Linked DNA regions of Canis lupus: region 1 is linked to region 2. Evidence: chromatin contacts called from public Hi-C data. All regions are on one chromosome and are shown on one strand. Each heading gives the region's core, a stretch centred on a gene start, on an enhancer-like site or on the middle of the called end of the contact. The rest is flanking DNA. Distances are from core to core; before and after follow the strand shown.

Evidence for each region. A called contact is a pair of places that touch in the nucleus more often than the background predicts.
Region 1: a contact with region 2 is called in a Hi-C map of blood, with 5 times the contacts expected there. The contact joins the enhancer-like site here to the promoter of DMXL1 in region 2. A contact is called at or near these places in 2 of 9 Hi-C or Micro-C datasets (both in blood).

What each region holds. Positions count from the first base shown.
Region 1 is chr11:8,980,985-8,985,660 of UU_Cfam_GSD_1.0, reverse strand. No RefSeq gene overlaps it. Among named protein-coding and RNA genes, the nearest start is that of HSD17B4, 5.5 kb to the left of the region's middle. Within about 2 kb of position 2,255, at least 1 of the 20 cell types and tissues checked has an H3K27ac peak or open chromatin away from gene starts, as enhancers often do. A contact at or near this core is called in blood, where this site is marked.
Region 2 is chr11:8,704,798-8,709,480 of UU_Cfam_GSD_1.0, reverse strand. It overlaps DMXL1 (dmX-like protein 1), which reads right to left and starts at 2,271. Exons shown (of 46, transcript XM_038551873.1): 1 at 2,045-2,271. LOC102153456 (a long non-coding RNA gene) reads left to right here and starts at 2,297. Exons shown (of 3, transcript XR_005366561.1): 1 at 2,297-2,560.

The DNA.
Region 1 (4,676 bases), core at 1,006-3,505, 280 kb before region 2:
CTCTCCTCCCGGCCCCGCCCTCTGCCTTCCCCGAGGCTCCCGGCTCCGGACGCTCCTCCGTGCAGGCCAGCGACAAAAGTCTTTGCTTTTTGGTCACGAGGAAGGCCTGACCTTTGTCCGCAGGCATTTCGAGTACAGGCTCCGATCAAGATGTAAAAGCGAGCCTGACGCTTGACCACATGGGAATCCTAGGTTCAAGAGCAAGCCTGTGTGACAACGCAGCCAACGTTGGTCCCTGCTCCGTACCCGCGAAGGACGGAATTGCGGCGACCCTGAGCACAGACAAAATTCCTCAAGCTCCATCCCGCCAGGAAGCCTAAAGAGAGGTGCATTGGCGACTTCACCCAGCTTCTGCTGTCCTCGGGGCCCAGATGCCAATGGCTGGATATCTGTTTCCATCCTGTGTTGTCATCTTTCTTTTTTTTTTTTTTTTTTTTTTTTATAAAATATCAGGTAATCATTAGCAGGTTTTTCACCTATTTTTTTTATTTTTTAATTTATTTATGATAGTCACACAGGGAGAGGGAGAGGCAGAGACACAGGCAGAGGGAGAAGCAGGCTCCATACACCGGGAGCCCGACGTGGGACTCGATCCCGGGTCTCCAGGATCACGCCCTGGGTCAAAGGCAGGCGCCAAACCACTGCGCCACCCAGGGATCCCTCATCTTTCTCTTTGAATCCAATAACCCAGTTCTTCTGTTAAAAAAAAAAAAAAAAAAAAAAGTACAAGGCAAAAAACAAAGGCTAGGTTTATTATTCCTACTTGCAGAAATGGAAGTGCAAAATCAACCCAATTGTAATTTAGGATCAAGTGCTTTCAACCTAAGGCTTGTCAATAGGAGTGAGAAGGAAGGGTTTCTCAGCCGTTGCTGGGGTGCCAGTCCGACATGTTCAAGACTCGCGACTGGTGCTCGCTTGTCCCAGACGAGGGCAAACGGGCATGGGGCATGAGTAAATGCTAGTGCCTGGTATAGTGAGTGCCCAAATAAATATGTCTTGAATATGGGAGATGGTGCTGATTTAGGACATATAATCTTGGAAATAGAACGATATATATATTAGTGTATGACTCAATACACTGCAAGGGTGCTGCTATAGAAGTGTAGACTATTCTCTAGTGGTCTTACCTCGCTCTCAAGTGCTTCTGCTTGTGGGAGGGGAGGCAAAAAAAGGACACTTAGACTTGCCAGTTAAAGGTAACTTGGTTTGTTGGGGGAAATGCTAATCTTTCAGGATTTCTTTCTCCACCTTCTTGCCTAAATGTCACCTTAACATAGAGAAAAAGTTTGACGGAGGCAGGCGTGGACCATAAAGCCACGCTGGCCTCTGCTTTCCCTCCAGCTACTGATAAAGTGCATGGGCTTAGATAGTCCTAGAATCTGCTGTGTGTGCTTTCTCACTCTGAACTATTTTAGCAACTTCTATGTAAGGCTACATTTATAAAAGTATATAGCAAATTTATTCAAGCAGAATTTTAAAACAAACTAAAAATATTTATGTGTATATCTCTTCTATGCCAGCCAGGAGCTAAAAGAGACAGGAATAGGAACTTTGGCTCCCTCATCCCATAAATGAAGGCCATTGCCATTGCCATTCTGCTGTATTTACCCCCTGCTGAATCAAGGTCACTTGCATGGCAGTGACTTCTCAGAGTCAGAATTGTCCTTTTCACTGCCTCATTTCTTCAAACTCAGGCCCAGGAGGGGAACAAGGGATCCTGGGTCCCTGAAGACCCCATGCTAACCACATTCCCTATCAGCTACCTTCCTCCTCTTTTTCCAACCTCTTCCCCAGTGAGAATTCTACTTAATCTTTCCTGCTGGTCAGAACTCCTTACTCCCACCTTACAGATACCTCTTTTCTAAGGGGTTACACTTCAAAGAGAGACACGATGATTTATGGCTTAGTCCTAATGGTGTATGGAGTGGGGACAACACAAAGAGATAGGACAGTGCAATGAACGGGTATTCTTTTTGCTACCAGACTGAAGCCACTTCCTATTGTTGGAGAATACCTTTAACAACAATGAAAGAGAGGACATATCTAGTCCCTCTTTCATATGGCCCCAATTAATATGTATCCCCCAAACAAGGAGGAATAGCTACCCTGATGGAATGGCCAAGGAGACACACGTTGCTCCACATTTACTACTGGGTGAGGAAGGATACCGTGCTCTAAAGGCAGTAACCAAGCCCCATGTCTCTTTCACTTCCTGCAGCTACACAGTGGGCTTTCTTCTGCTTCCTGTCTGCTATCACATGGCTCAGCAAACCAGGCAAGCCCGCTTCTCAACTGGTAAGAGACTCAGCCATCTCCTTCCTGTCCTTTCTTTCCTAAGATGGCAGCTTGGTCTACATGATCACTTGAGCAGCCAGCCTAGGCCTGCCTGGCATTGGGCATTAGGACAAACGTATACTTTTTTGTAATATGTTTTCTTTTTTCCTGCAGGCGTAATTTTTCTAAACCTGCACTTGCAGAGGTTGGGATGTGAAATAGGGAAAGGTCCACAGGAACCCCAAATATACTGGTGTTTAGTATAAGAAGCACCATCCAGAACTAAAAGATGACAAGGAATAATGAAAAGTTCAGTATTCAGGGATCCCTGGGTGGCGCAGAGGTTTGGTGCCTGCCTTTGGCCCAGGGCGCGATCCTGGAGACCCGGGATCGAGTCCCACGTCGGGCTCCCGGTGCATGGAGCCTGCTTCTCCCTCTGCCTATGTCTCTGCCTCTCTCTCTCTCTCTCTCTCTGTGTGTGTGTGTGTGTGTGTGTGTGTGTGTGTGTGTGTGACTATCATAAATAAATAAAAACTAAAAAAAAAAAAAGAAAAGAAAAGTTCAGTATTCACCATGGCTGGTTTAAGGTGTCACTAAGAGGCAGCTGGTTTGAGATTGTAGCTGTGCAGGCTGATTTAGCACTTGGAAACCACAGTAGCTGAATTTAATAAGAGAATAGATTCTTTTGGGAATTCATTCAGTCATCACAGGCTTTCCAGAAACTAAGAGGGCCTAAGTCAGAATCAAGCTTTGGATGGTGATAGAAATTTCTTTTCTGAGTCACAGGGAACTCTCTGGGGACCAGAGCATCTGTACTTTGCATAAAATTCAGACCCATTGCCAGTAGCAGGAATGGAGCCCCATCAGACCTGGCATTTTCTTAAGCTCAGCTTAGAAAGTAGAAATCAAATGAATTTTTTGTTAATTTTTTCTCCTATATCTTGTTTCTGAGCTCTGGGTAGATGGCCCAAATTAGACTTCATGTAGTAAGAAGATATTTTCAGGAAAGAAATATTTACGCCTCTTGTGGAAAAGGAAAGCTTATGTGAGTGTGCCTTTCCTGAGCCTCTAAAGCACCATCTTCGTGGTAATAGTGACTGCAACACAACTTTGGGTTCTGCAAGATGTCTGCAAGAGCATGTGGAAGCACAACCTCTTTGCAGAAAATTTTCCCAACTGGAATTTTCTCAACTCCGAGACCCTGGCTAACTTGCACAGTATGATGGGTAAGCTGATGAGCTCAGACAAGAAGCTTTATCTTTTCTCCATTCCCCAGATGAATCCTAAATCAATTGGCTGGCAACTGCAATATAGGTCTGGATTGTGCTGGGATCTGGAAATGTTATTTTTGCCCGTGTAACTGCTGGTGGTATTTTTATAAATATCATGGGAGGGTGGCTGCTGCTACACTGACCTCTGCATCCTGTGCTCTTTGGAAAAGTAAGACACATGAGTGAACAGCAGTTGGCTCAGTCCTGTTCTGCAGTCTTGAAGGAGTTACATCCATTCTAGTATAAGATGCACAAGCTATGGAGAAAAGCCCCAGTGGTGGCCAGCATATAAAAGTTAAAAGCATGGACTAAAAAGGAGTTTTAAATGTATCTCTTGTGCACACAGAACCCTCTGCAGGAATTAAGATTTGAATATTCATATGTTCCACATTTATTTATTAATACTCATGAACTGTGAGTCAGGCATTTTGTTCTTTGCACTAAGTACAAAATAGACAAGGTCCTTGGATTTATATATCTTCCATCCCAGAGAAGGGAGGTGATAAGCATTCAAATAAATAAATAAATGATGCCACATAATTGCAAGTGCTAAGGGACAAATTTAGCGATTTATCAGAGTTCATTACGTTCCAAGCACTTTGTTAAATGTTTTATAAATATTAGCTCCTTTGGTCTCATAACAATTGATAAAGTAGAAGCTGTCATTACCCTCGTTTTCAGATGAGGAAACCAAAAGTACAAAGAAATGGTAAGTTAGCCAACATGTGGTGAAAGAAGGAGTCAGACAACCCCCCCCCCCCCACTCCCCACTGTATAGCTTTCTTGTTGGAACAGGATAATGAGGTTTGAAAAGAGATTTGAAGCGGACACAGTAAGGAGGTCCTCATTTAGAGAGGGGATACATAGGAGAAAGGCTTGTGAAGAGGTAACTTCTGAGCTGCATCTTGAACACTGAGAAGAACCTGTCAGACAAGGATTGGACACAGCTTCCTGAACAGAAGGAACCTCCAGAGCCCTGTGGGGGAGAACACCTTCGCACCTCCTGGTACGTGAGGAGATCAGAGAGAGACAAGGACCAGATTGTGTCTAGACTTGTAAGCCACGCTTGGGAGTATAGATTTTATTCTAAGTATAATGGGAAACACTTGAAAAGCAAGGAAATGAAACGAT
Region 2 (4,683 bases), core at 1,022-3,521:
TAACCTGCTTCTCCCACTCCCCACCGCCTCCTTGTGCCCGGCTCTCTGCGTCAAGTAAATAAATAAAATCTTTTTTTTTTTTTTAAGATTTATTTATTTATTCATGATAGACAGAGAGAGAGAGAGGCAGAGACACAGGCAGAGGGAGAAGCAGGCTCCATGCCGGGAGCACGACGCAGGACTCGATCCCGGGACTCCAGGATCAAGCCCTGGGCCAAAGGCAAGCGCTAAACCGCTGAGGCACCCAGCCAGGGATCCCCAATAATTTTTTTTTTTTTAAGGCTCCTGGGTGCTTAGATGGTTAACCATCTGCCTTTGGCTCAGGTCATGATTCCAGGATCCTGGGATCCAGCCCCAAGTCAGGCTCCTTGCTCAGCGGGGAACCTGCTTCTCCCTCTCCCTGTCGCTCCCCGTGCTTGTGCACCATGCTTTCTTTACATCAAATAAATTTTTAAAAAAAATTTTTTTAATAAATTAAAGAATTTGCACTGGAGATAGCTTTCATGTAACTATAGGAGATGTCGCCATCCAGTAATCTCCCACTAGGAAAACCTCCTTAGGATGCTGTTTATTTTTTCTCTTAGTAATAAAAGCAGAAAGCAATGTCCAGCTACAGGGAGTTTATAGTAACTCACAGAGACCCTCAGAGTTCACGCTTCCCCTGAATATTCAGGCTTCATTAACATTTAGCATCAGAATCTCAAAATTGGGCAGCCCTGGTGGCTCAGCGCTTTAGCGCCGCCTACAGCCCAGGGCGTGATCCTGGAGACCCGGGATCGAGTCCCACACGTCAGGCGTCGGGCTCCCTGCGTGGAGCCTGCTTCTCCCTCTGCCTGTGTCTCTGCCTCTGCCTCTGTCTCTCTCTCTCTCTCTCTCGATTAAATAAATAAAACCTTAAAAAAAAAAAAAAGAATCTCAAAATTGCTGGTGTCAAATGCAAGCTAAGGTGTGTACGAATCTGTCCAGAGTCGAAGCACAGACTTTGGGAGCAAAGTATTTGGTTGTCACAGATCTAGAAGCACAACTCAGATACAAAATTCCTGTAACATTACCAGAAGAGTTTTATTGAAAAGCTGTAATGCAAGTCTTAGTAATTAATGTGCGCAATCTAAAATAAAAAAGTTTCCCAGGACTCCTAAACTGTTACATACGGAATTCAAAGGATGACAGCAGTGAATTACTTGTGAAAAACATATTTCTTTTTCTTTTCAAAGTTATTCCTCGGTGACTACGAAGCAAATGAAAACATTGTTTACTCAGCGCAATTAGGAATTGTTTTAAGACACCCACTTTTTTTGAATTACAAAGATACTTAATCTTAAATTAGTACCAAGAAATTAAAGCAATCGCAACTACTTCTAAATGTGGCCAATTAAGCCTACAGAACAGGGTAAGGAAAAGCCCCCATACACATCACAACAACAATTTCTGTACAATTTTATTTTGGTAAAAACCACCCGAGTCCACGGACATCAGACCAGAAACTTTAAAAACCCTACAAAACCTTCTAAGGTCCGACTCAGTGCCTCGATGCCGGACATGTCTCCACCTCCTTTGGCTCTCAAGCGCCGGGGCCCGGGGACCCCAGGGGGGCGAGCGGGCGGGCGCTCGTGGCCTGGGCGCCGCGATTCGAGGCCGACCCCGGCTGACTCCGGGCGCGGACCGGCCACGGGCTTCGCGGGAGCCCCCCGCCCCCGCCCCCGCCCCCGCCCCCCACTCACCGTGAAGCGCTGGTCGCCGACGCTGCCCACGGAGAAGCAGTGGTCCCCGGGGTTCACGGCCCCGGTCAGGACCTGGTGCAGGTTCATGTCCGCGCCTTAGTCCAGCAACGGACGCCGCGTCCGGCTCATGCCCCGGTCGGCTGCCGCGTCCCTCCCCCCTTCCCTCAGGGGCGGCGGCCGCTCTTGGGCGGCGACGGCGGCCGCGACAGGCGCCTGGAGCCGGAGCCGCTCTGCTGGGGCCCGCAGCTCATCCCGAGCCCCGGCGGCCGAGGCCCGGAGGGGGCGGGCCGCGGAGAGGGCGCCGCGCGGCGCCAGTCGCGCACCTGTCACAGCCCGCGCGGGCCCAGGTGAAGCTCCGGGTCGACTCAAGGGCCGACGCCCCAGGCCGACTCCCCGGGGCAGGGCCGCGCCGTCCGCACGCTTCCTCTGGGCTCGGGGCGGCCGGCCCAGTCCCAGCCTCAGTGGCGCAGGCAGCACGCGCGCCCGCCTTCCTCGTCTGACCTGTCCCTTCCCGGCTCCGGTGCCCGCCACCCCCACTGGCCTTTGCCGCTCACTACGCGTCGCTAGGTCCCCTCGGCCGAAGTACCGCGAGACTTCGCGCGGCGGAGAGGGGTACTGCGGGAAGGGACTCACTTCTTTACCACAGTTTACGGATCAGCAAGTGTGAGAAGCCAACGCCTCGTCTAGTCAGATGCTGGCCAATCCCGAGCGCCAGTCCGCCTCGGCCCCGCCCACCAGTGGAGGACGGGCCAATCCCTTCGAGGCTGGTGAGTGAGTCCGTCGGTTTGAGTGCTGAGCAGAAAGGAGCTTAGAAGAAAACGCAGCGAGCCTAGAACGAGGTGGGGATACTCCGCTTATGCTTTAGGTTAGGGCTTAATCCGTCGGGTCGGAAAGCCTGCCTGAAAGGAAGAAGTGCATTATAAATGCGGTTGCGGTGTCCTCCGTTCTGGTTGGACTACAAGTCCCGACAAGCACCGCTCCCCGAGGCGGCCCTTCGGGGACTCGAAATAGAAGTGACCCTTCTTGCGTCCTCCGTCCCGGCGTCATGGTTTCCCCAGCTTTCCGCGCATTTCCGACGCGCTGAGCAGGGTGATTTTGGAAGACGTTAATACTCGACAACTGTTAAAGTGAAGCGTTTTCGGCTAAGTTTTCCTTAACAAAGGTTTTGAAGTAGTGCTCGTACCACTACTGCACCAGCCCTAGGTTGAGAGTTTGTTTCGCAAAAACAAAAACTAAGGAATCCAAAATGATTACTCTAACAGTTGCGACAGCTAGATACCTTCAGTATATTCAGACACAAGTTTTGTGTTATTATTGATCAAAGTCTATTTATACATTTACTTGCATATATTTAAGCCTCTGACTGTCCGTTCCGTCTCTGTATCTTGAGTGTCTAGCGCGGCGCCTGTTCCAGGGCAGGTGTTGAGTACATGATAAATCGATGAATGTAAATAGGAATTCTCCACCTAAAAAGAGTAGTTTGTTAAAAATTGCTAAATTGATTTTTATATACTTTTGTTGTGGCATTAAAAAAAAACTTTCATACTAATACTTGGATGGGAGGGTATTAGTTTTATCTCTTTATGCTTTGCCAAAAATGTTTGCGATGTACCTTTATTTTGCAATAGAAACTTACTTTAAAAACAAGCTTAAGGGCACCTGGGTGGCTCAGTGGTTGAGCGTCTCCCTTTGGCTCAGGTCGTGATCCTGGGGTCCTGGGATCCAGTCCGCATCAGGCTCCTGCATGGAGCCTGCTTCTCCCTCTGCCTGTGTCTCTAACTCCTCTGTGTCTCTCATGAATAAATAAATAAATAAAATCTTAAAAAAAAAAAAAGTTTAAGAGCCATCCCCTCTTTTTTAATTTGAAAGATGTAAATGGATTCTATTATTTGTCCCAATCTCTTTAAAACAGTAAGACTTAAAACTTAATTTGTCTTTAAAAAAAAACATTTTATTGAGATCTAACATAAACTTAATTTCTATTTTAATTATTAATTGAAATCTGATTCCAAGTGGCTTTAAGTCAGTTTTATATTTTAGATTCTAAATGAAGTTTTTCTGTGTCCCACGAAAATTGTATGTGGCCCAACATATTTACTCATTCTATCCTGATCAGTTTTTGGTTTTCAAGGGCATGCAGTACAACAGAATAAAAGAAACTGAGTGACCTAGTAGTTAGGAAATCTGAAATCTACTCCTGATCTCACATTAGCTATATACGACCTTGGAAAGATTTGACTAACTCTCCTCATCTGTAAAATCAGCAAGTTTAACCTATCAACAACATTTTGTTTGCCATTTTCATTTCTGCAACTCACTACATCTATTAGTTTTTATTAAATTCCTTCAACCTTAAGTGAGACTACCTGAATTTGAATCCTAGCCTTACCACCCTCTTAGATTATTTAATCTCTGTGCTTTACTTATCTATAAACAAGAAATAGTAGTAGATTTTCTTTATATAATTATCATGAGGATTAATGAGAACAGTGTTGGGTGCCTGGGTGGCTAATTTGGTTAAGTGTCTGCCTTTGGCTCAGGTCATGATCCCAGGGTCCTGTATTCGAGTCCCTCATCATGCTCCCTGCTCAGCAGAGAGTCCGCTTCTCCCTATACCCTTCTCCCCTGCTTATGATCACACTCTCATGCTCATCACACTTTCTCAAATAATTTTATTTAAAAAATGAGAACAGTGTTTGGCACATAGAATTCAGTAGATATTAGCCATTATTATTATTATTATCATTATTACTAAATAAACCTAGCCTTTCAACGTATTTTTACTCTTTTTAAGGTTTTCCAGATAGTGTCAAACCTCAGTCCAAATCACACTTTCCAGGGATGCTTGAAATTGTCACAGATGTTCCGAGGACATTCTAGTCTATCTAAAACCGTGGCACTACAATACCTAATGAAAAGCAAATGTATTCTTTTGCTTCTTATTCATCAGAAATACTTCTAC